2 separate regions of the Sus scrofa genome follow, and region 1 is linked to region 2. Evidence: chromatin contacts called from public HiChIP or PLAC-seq data. All regions are on one chromosome and are shown on one strand. Each heading gives the region's core, a stretch centred on a gene start, on an enhancer-like site or on the middle of the called end of the contact. The rest is flanking DNA. Distances are from core to core; before and after follow the strand shown.

The links. HiChIP or PLAC-seq counts read pairs in DNA pulled down with a chosen protein or histone mark.
Region 1: a contact with region 2 is called in an H3K27ac HiChIP or PLAC-seq map of alveolar macrophages. The contact joins two enhancer-like sites. A contact is called at or near these places in 1 of 47 Hi-C or Micro-C datasets (epiblast stem cells) and 1 of 2 datasets of contacts at active chromatin or transcription factors (alveolar macrophages).

The regions. Positions count from the first base shown.
Region 1 is chr1:32,483,367-32,486,253 of Sscrofa11.1, reverse strand. The region is part of intron 1 of EPB41L2 (band 4.1-like protein 2); the gene reads right to left. Among named protein-coding and RNA genes, the nearest start is that of EPB41L2, 67 kb to the right of the region's middle. Within about 2 kb of position 1,288, at least 17 of the 83 cell types and tissues checked have an H3K27ac peak or open chromatin away from gene starts, as enhancers often do. A contact at or near this core is called in alveolar macrophages, where this site is marked.
Region 2 is chr1:32,023,187-32,026,342 of Sscrofa11.1, reverse strand. It overlaps a transcript of ARG1 not described here. Among named protein-coding and RNA genes, the nearest start is that of ARG1, 4.5 kb to the right of the region's middle. Within about 2 kb of position 1,797, at least 6 of the 83 cell types and tissues checked have an H3K27ac peak or open chromatin away from gene starts, as enhancers often do. A contact at or near this core is called in alveolar macrophages, where this site is marked.

The DNA of each region.
Region 1 (2,887 bases), core at 39-2,538, 460 kb before region 2:
TGGAGGAAAAAAAAGTATCCTTTTGATAAAGGGATAGCCAATAGCAAATAATGCAAATATTCTTTTGAATTAATACCAATTTGTAAAAACCTCTTACACAAAAGATACACTCATTCACTCAACAAATTTTCTCAAACAGCAATTAAGAAGGTAATTTACGAAAGGATTTTTCCCCCTCTCATACTTAATACATGGTAAGATTCTATTAGATTCTGTTAATTATTAAACAAAATGATTAGGAAAATTTTGTATTTCTACAGTTTTGGGGGGCAATACCCAGTCCCCAGAATGCCTCTTTTTGCTACTGACTGGCCTGCCTCTCCATGTGAGCAATCAGATTCCTAGAGGCCAAGAAGGCAATCTTACACCCACATCCCCCACAACCCAATAAAGTATCTGGCAGATAGTAAGGGACATTTGTTGAATGAATAGATGGATCATATTCATTAAGTAATATACAGCTACAAACAAAATCCTAGTAACAAAAAATAAACTCACTACAGGCGTCACTCCTGATCTTTTCCCCTCTTCACCCAGGCTCACTGCACTGTTTTTTTTCTTTACATGTATGTCTACTGCCGAAATGACCTTTTTTGAATTCTCAGTATCAATCTGCCTTACTGTGAACTTATGGCAGCTCATTCTTATTTATCTTTGATCAGCCTGGCACACAGTAAGACTGGGCACAAATTTGTCTCACAATAAGGAGCCACAAATACCAAATATACCTCCTTCAATCAGTACCACCAAGCTTCAGATGATTATTCAGTCGTTATAAAAAAAAAAAAAAAAAAAAAAGTACCTTAACTGGTAACAATGAGATTTACTATAAGTTAAATAACTACTAGATCTTAGTCACCTTTATAATAAATACCACCCCAAAATAAACTAAGAAAAACATATAATAAATGCCACCCAAAAAGGGCAATTTAAAGTACTAGATTTCACTTTACAGAGTGCAATTTGAGATTGCTACTGCAGTTGGAAATGTCACCTAGAAGTCATAAATAAAGCAAACACAAAAGGAGGCTTCCTTAGGCAGACTCCTTTAACTGAGGATAAAAATCACCAGCACAGATACGCAGAGAAATCAGGTAATTCTCTATAAAACTTAGCAGGTAGTATTTCTGAAACACAGATACTTGTAACTATGCCCCTTCCTTCAAAACCATAACAGCAACAAAAATTTTTGAAAGGCTTCCAGTGGCTCTGCAGGGAGTATGGAGACCAAACTCCTCTGTAACCTCCTGGGTTCAGCACTGACTGGCTCCAATCCAGATGTGCAGCTCGTCTTCTGCTTCCCATGCCCTCTTACACACAGCCTGAACTCCAGCCATACCAGCCTCCTCAGTTCGGAATAAGTCTTCGTGTTTCCGTGTCCTCATTAATGCTGACTCTCTTCTGTCTAGACTGTCCACTTCCCGTCTACACTTGAGGGAAAAAAAAAAAAAAAATCCAACCCAAGCTTTCAGGTATAAGGTTAAAAACGTTTATGACCAAATCTAACAATAGCTCTGTTACTGATTTTTAAACCATAGGACACTCAGAATAAAACGTAGGGTGAGGGGAAGCCTGATCAAGTTACATGTGAGTTTATGGTTATACACTCTCACAAATCCCAAGGCTATGAAAGAGAAGTCTGGTACTCAGCAAACCAGCCCATCGGGGAGTCCCTACCACTCTAGCAACATCCACTGGCAGAGGAAGCAGGATGCCAAGAATGGCAAAGTTGGAGTGATGTGGGCTAAGAGTGACACAGCCCTTTCTCTGAAGCAGCCCTGAGGTGCATATGGCAGATGAAAGCCATCCTCCCAGGGGACAGAACTGAGGGCAGGCAGTAGGATCTGATAAGGCACCACACTTCAAGGACAAGCTATGCCCAGAGCAATCTCTGCTCTTACTCATCGAATCACCCATCCCAGGAACCCCACAACTGATGACCTCCAGAGTGTGATTTCCAGCTATGTGACAAAGCAGGGCAGGGCACGGTCCTGGAGGAGGCCTCAACACTGGGGCTGATCACTGACAACAGAGCTGGATGGAAACCAGAGAATGGACATCACCCATTATAGGTATGCCTTGTTCGATGAGGCAAGACACTGCCTCTAGATGCAGGAGGTCAACAAAGACTCTGTATGGTCTGTCCTGGGGGAGAGAGGGGTTGTACCTATGAAAGCCGAACTAAGAGGATATATACACATTTACACTTTTAGAAAGGTGTGTGTACACACATATATATCAGACAAAAAGGGTGAAAAGTAGCACTCCTAATAATCAACTATCTGCCACACCTCACTTCCCCCTCTGTCATCATCTCCCCAATCACTTCCTCCTCCCATGATCAGCCTCAATCTAATGATTCTGCCTAGATCAATTCAAGTAAGTTTGAGTTCAGCCATGATTCGGTATCTCGTATTCCCCCTCCTTAATCCCTTTTTATCTCTTCCCATTATCCCCTATAATTCCACGTTAAACATACCAGAACATCTAAATTCGATAAATGCTGAATAAACCAATAAAACAGCACAGTTATAACAAGATAAGGAAATTTGTTTCGGCTGCCTTATCTACATGTCACAAGTAAACATTTTTCCCATTGGATCCCAGAGTCATGAGAACAGAGCTTGAGGTGTTTTCTCTCTTCTGGAGAAGGACTGGTCTGAGCATCCACCAATCCCCTGGGGAGGGTTTCATCCCACCTCAGCCTTTAATTATATAGGAATACCCACAGGGAGAAAGTTTATTTCTGCCATGGAGTTGACTGTAACAGGATCTGTCCTGTGCTAACTGTATATTTATCTTTCAAAGAAACAGATGGAATGGCATGACACAGGGCTTGGTATCATTATATAAAACAAGCCCAGCTGATGGCTAGACATATACAAAC
Region 2 (3,156 bases), core at 548-3,047:
AAAGCAGTGATAACCTAACATGATAGTAAAGAATGGTGAGGTTAAAATTAAGAATAAAGCAGTTCCCATTGTGGCTCAGTGGGTTAAGAACCCAACTAGTACCCATGAGGATGTGGGTTCTATCCCTAGCCTCACGCGATGTGTTAAGGATCCGGTGTTGCCACAAGCTGTGGATCTGGCATTGCTGTGGCTGTGGTGTAGGCCAGCAGCTGCAGCTCTGATTTGACCCCTAGCCTGGAAACTTCCATATGCTGCACCTGTGGCCCTAAAAAGAAAATAAATAAATAATAAAATTAAATTAAAAAGGAAAATAGGAGTCTTGAGGAGTAAGCTAGAACAGAAGCTGCTTTTGCTCTGGGGCATTTGAAAACAACTAGATAAAAATCCACATTCCTCCAGAAATGCTTCATTGGAAATTAGATAAGTTAGTCTCCAGAGCATGAGCTATTTTTTTTTTTAATCCTGCCATCTCTTAAATTAACCCCCCCGCCCCAATTCCTTTAAGACTTATAAGAGGGGAGTTCCCGTCGTGGCACAGTGGTTAACGAATCCGACTAGGAACCATGAGGTTGCGGGTTCGGTCCCTGCCCTTGCTCAATGGGTTAACGATCCAGCGTTGCCGTGAGCTGTGGTGTAGGTTGCAGATGCGGCTCGGATCCCGCGTTGCTGTGGCTCTGGCGTAGGCCGGTGGCTAGAGCTCCGATTCAACCCCTAGCCTGGGAACCTCCATATGCTGCGGGAGCGGCCCAAGAAATAGCAACAACAACAACAACAACAAAAAGACAAAAAAGACAAAAAAAAAAAAAAAAAAAAAAGACTTATAAGAAATCCAGGGCCAATATCCAGGGCCAATTAACATACGAACACACTAAAACTCCTCAGCAAAAAATAAAATTTAGCTTTTCATTTCAGTTTAATTTTCCAAAGAAGTTAGACTTTGAGGGTACCCATCGTTTAGTGGAACAAATCAAAAGAAAGAAAGCGCTGAAACATAAGACATAATGATTTGATTCTCCTGGTCTGGGTAGAGACTATGATGAACTTTCAATTTTTTCAGAGTATAGGGTTTACTAGTCATCAGGTTTCATTTCTGAAAGCTTCTCAAAATCCCTTTAATCTTTTAAAAGCTAAAACTTAACTGTCTCATTTATGAAAAGGAAGGGGTCTTGCAGATGAAGAGAAGCAGCATCCGATCGTGGGCAAGCATTAGCAGGGTCCAAGAAATGCAGACCCCATTCTCAGCTCTAGGCTCAGTGTTGTGAGTGGAACAAACGGCTCTACCTCAAGAGCACAGTTATTTCATATGCTTGTCACCCTACATTCTGAGCCGCATTTACCTTGGCGTAATCTAAGTCCCAGTACTAGGCAAACACAGTAGTTTTCTGGCTCCAATCTTTGCCCGCCAGTGCAGGACGGTAAGTGTCCATACTATTTTTAGGGTACTTTGAAATGACCCATACGCACTCATGAACCTAGTGATTTTGTTTCCTGAGATTCATACCTTCATTCCTTCTCTCCTAGATTCTATCTGGGAGTCTGTAGCTGCAGCCACCAAAATAAAACTTAAATATCTTCCCCAAGTTGGCTGCGGTTCAAGGTCCCCCTGGGAACTGAGTGATTGCTCTGGAGACTCCGGGACCCCAAAGTGGGTTGCCCTGAGCTCCTGTGCTCATAGAGTCATCAGTGACATTGCTCTTCCACACGTTGTTTCCTATAGCCTGCACACTCTCAGGAGTGCTGCCTCAAGTTGGGCTGGGTTATGGGAGAACCGCAAAGGAAGAGGAGGAAGTTACACAACACACAGCCATGAAGCAACGTAAGCCAGACACTCAAAAGGAACCTTCTCCCTTGGCCGCCCACTGTGCCTAGACATCTCGTGTGCCTCAGAGGGTTAGAAGTTCCTTCCTAGAGACATGACTAGGTAATGTAGCAGGGATCATCAGTTTGAATATTTCTATAAACTCAGTGTTTCAGGAGCAAGCCCAAGCTTCCTCTATTGGGTTTAAAGAGTTTGAGCAATGTGCCAGACAAAATGTTCCCTGAAATCACTCCATGAGTGATTTAGTCCTTTGGATTTTGTGCACCTTCTAGTTCTCTATAAAAGTGTTAAGAATCTTGGCCTACATCAGAAGAGAGTCTTGTTTGTTAGTTGGCTGCTGAAAAAAGAATGCATAAATGGGCCACAGTTTGAAGGCTTAGAAAAAGAAAGGGGTAGATAGTAAGCACTAGATTTTTGTTTCTTTCTTTCATCATATTTATTCACTCTTTTATTTTTGAAAAAATATTAATAGAGGACTTGTAGGGTTTGCACTATGTTTCCCAAAGATACGGTGAAGTCTCCTTATCTCCAGTCCCTCAGAATATGGCCATATTTGGAGATAGGTTCATTGCCTATATGTAAAATTGAGGTCATACTGCAGTAGGGTAGGACTAATCTAATATAACCCGTGCCCTTGTAAGAACATGACCTTGTGAAAACACAGAGACATAGGGAGAATACCGTATGACGATGGAGGATTAGAGGGCTGCATCTACAAGTGAAGGGAGCCAAAGATCACCAGAAAACTGCCAGAAACTAGGAAGAGCAAGGAAGCATTCTCCTATTGGTTTCAAAAGAGCATGTCTCTGCCACATTTTGATTTCAGACTGCTAGCCTCCTGAATTATCAGGTAATATATTTCTGCTGTTTTAAGGCATCCGGCTTGTGGTATTTCTGTTTTGGTATCTCTAGGAAACTAATACAAAAGCCTATATGCCAATCTCATTCTACTGGCTTTGGATCAAAGTCAAATAAAATGTGATTCCATCTTCAGAGAAATGCTAGAGAGAGAGGAGATAATGGTTAGGAGATATGTTATATTAAAAGAAGGGCTTTAAAAACCCTATATATATGTGTGTGTGTGTGTGTATTTATTTATATATACTCTTAAGATAAATGAAAAGATAGAGTTGGAAAAAAATGGAGCTCAGATAAGATGATGTAGGTAAGATGCTTTCTGTCTTCTTTTAGAAGTTCTGAGATGACAGCTTTGGAGCCTGATAAGAAGGTTTATGCTTACAACAAAAAAGAAGCAGTGATCACTAGAAGTCAGCATGGATTTCCCAAGAACAGGGTGTGTCAGGGCCAACTCATCTCATTTGCCAAGAAAGTCAGAC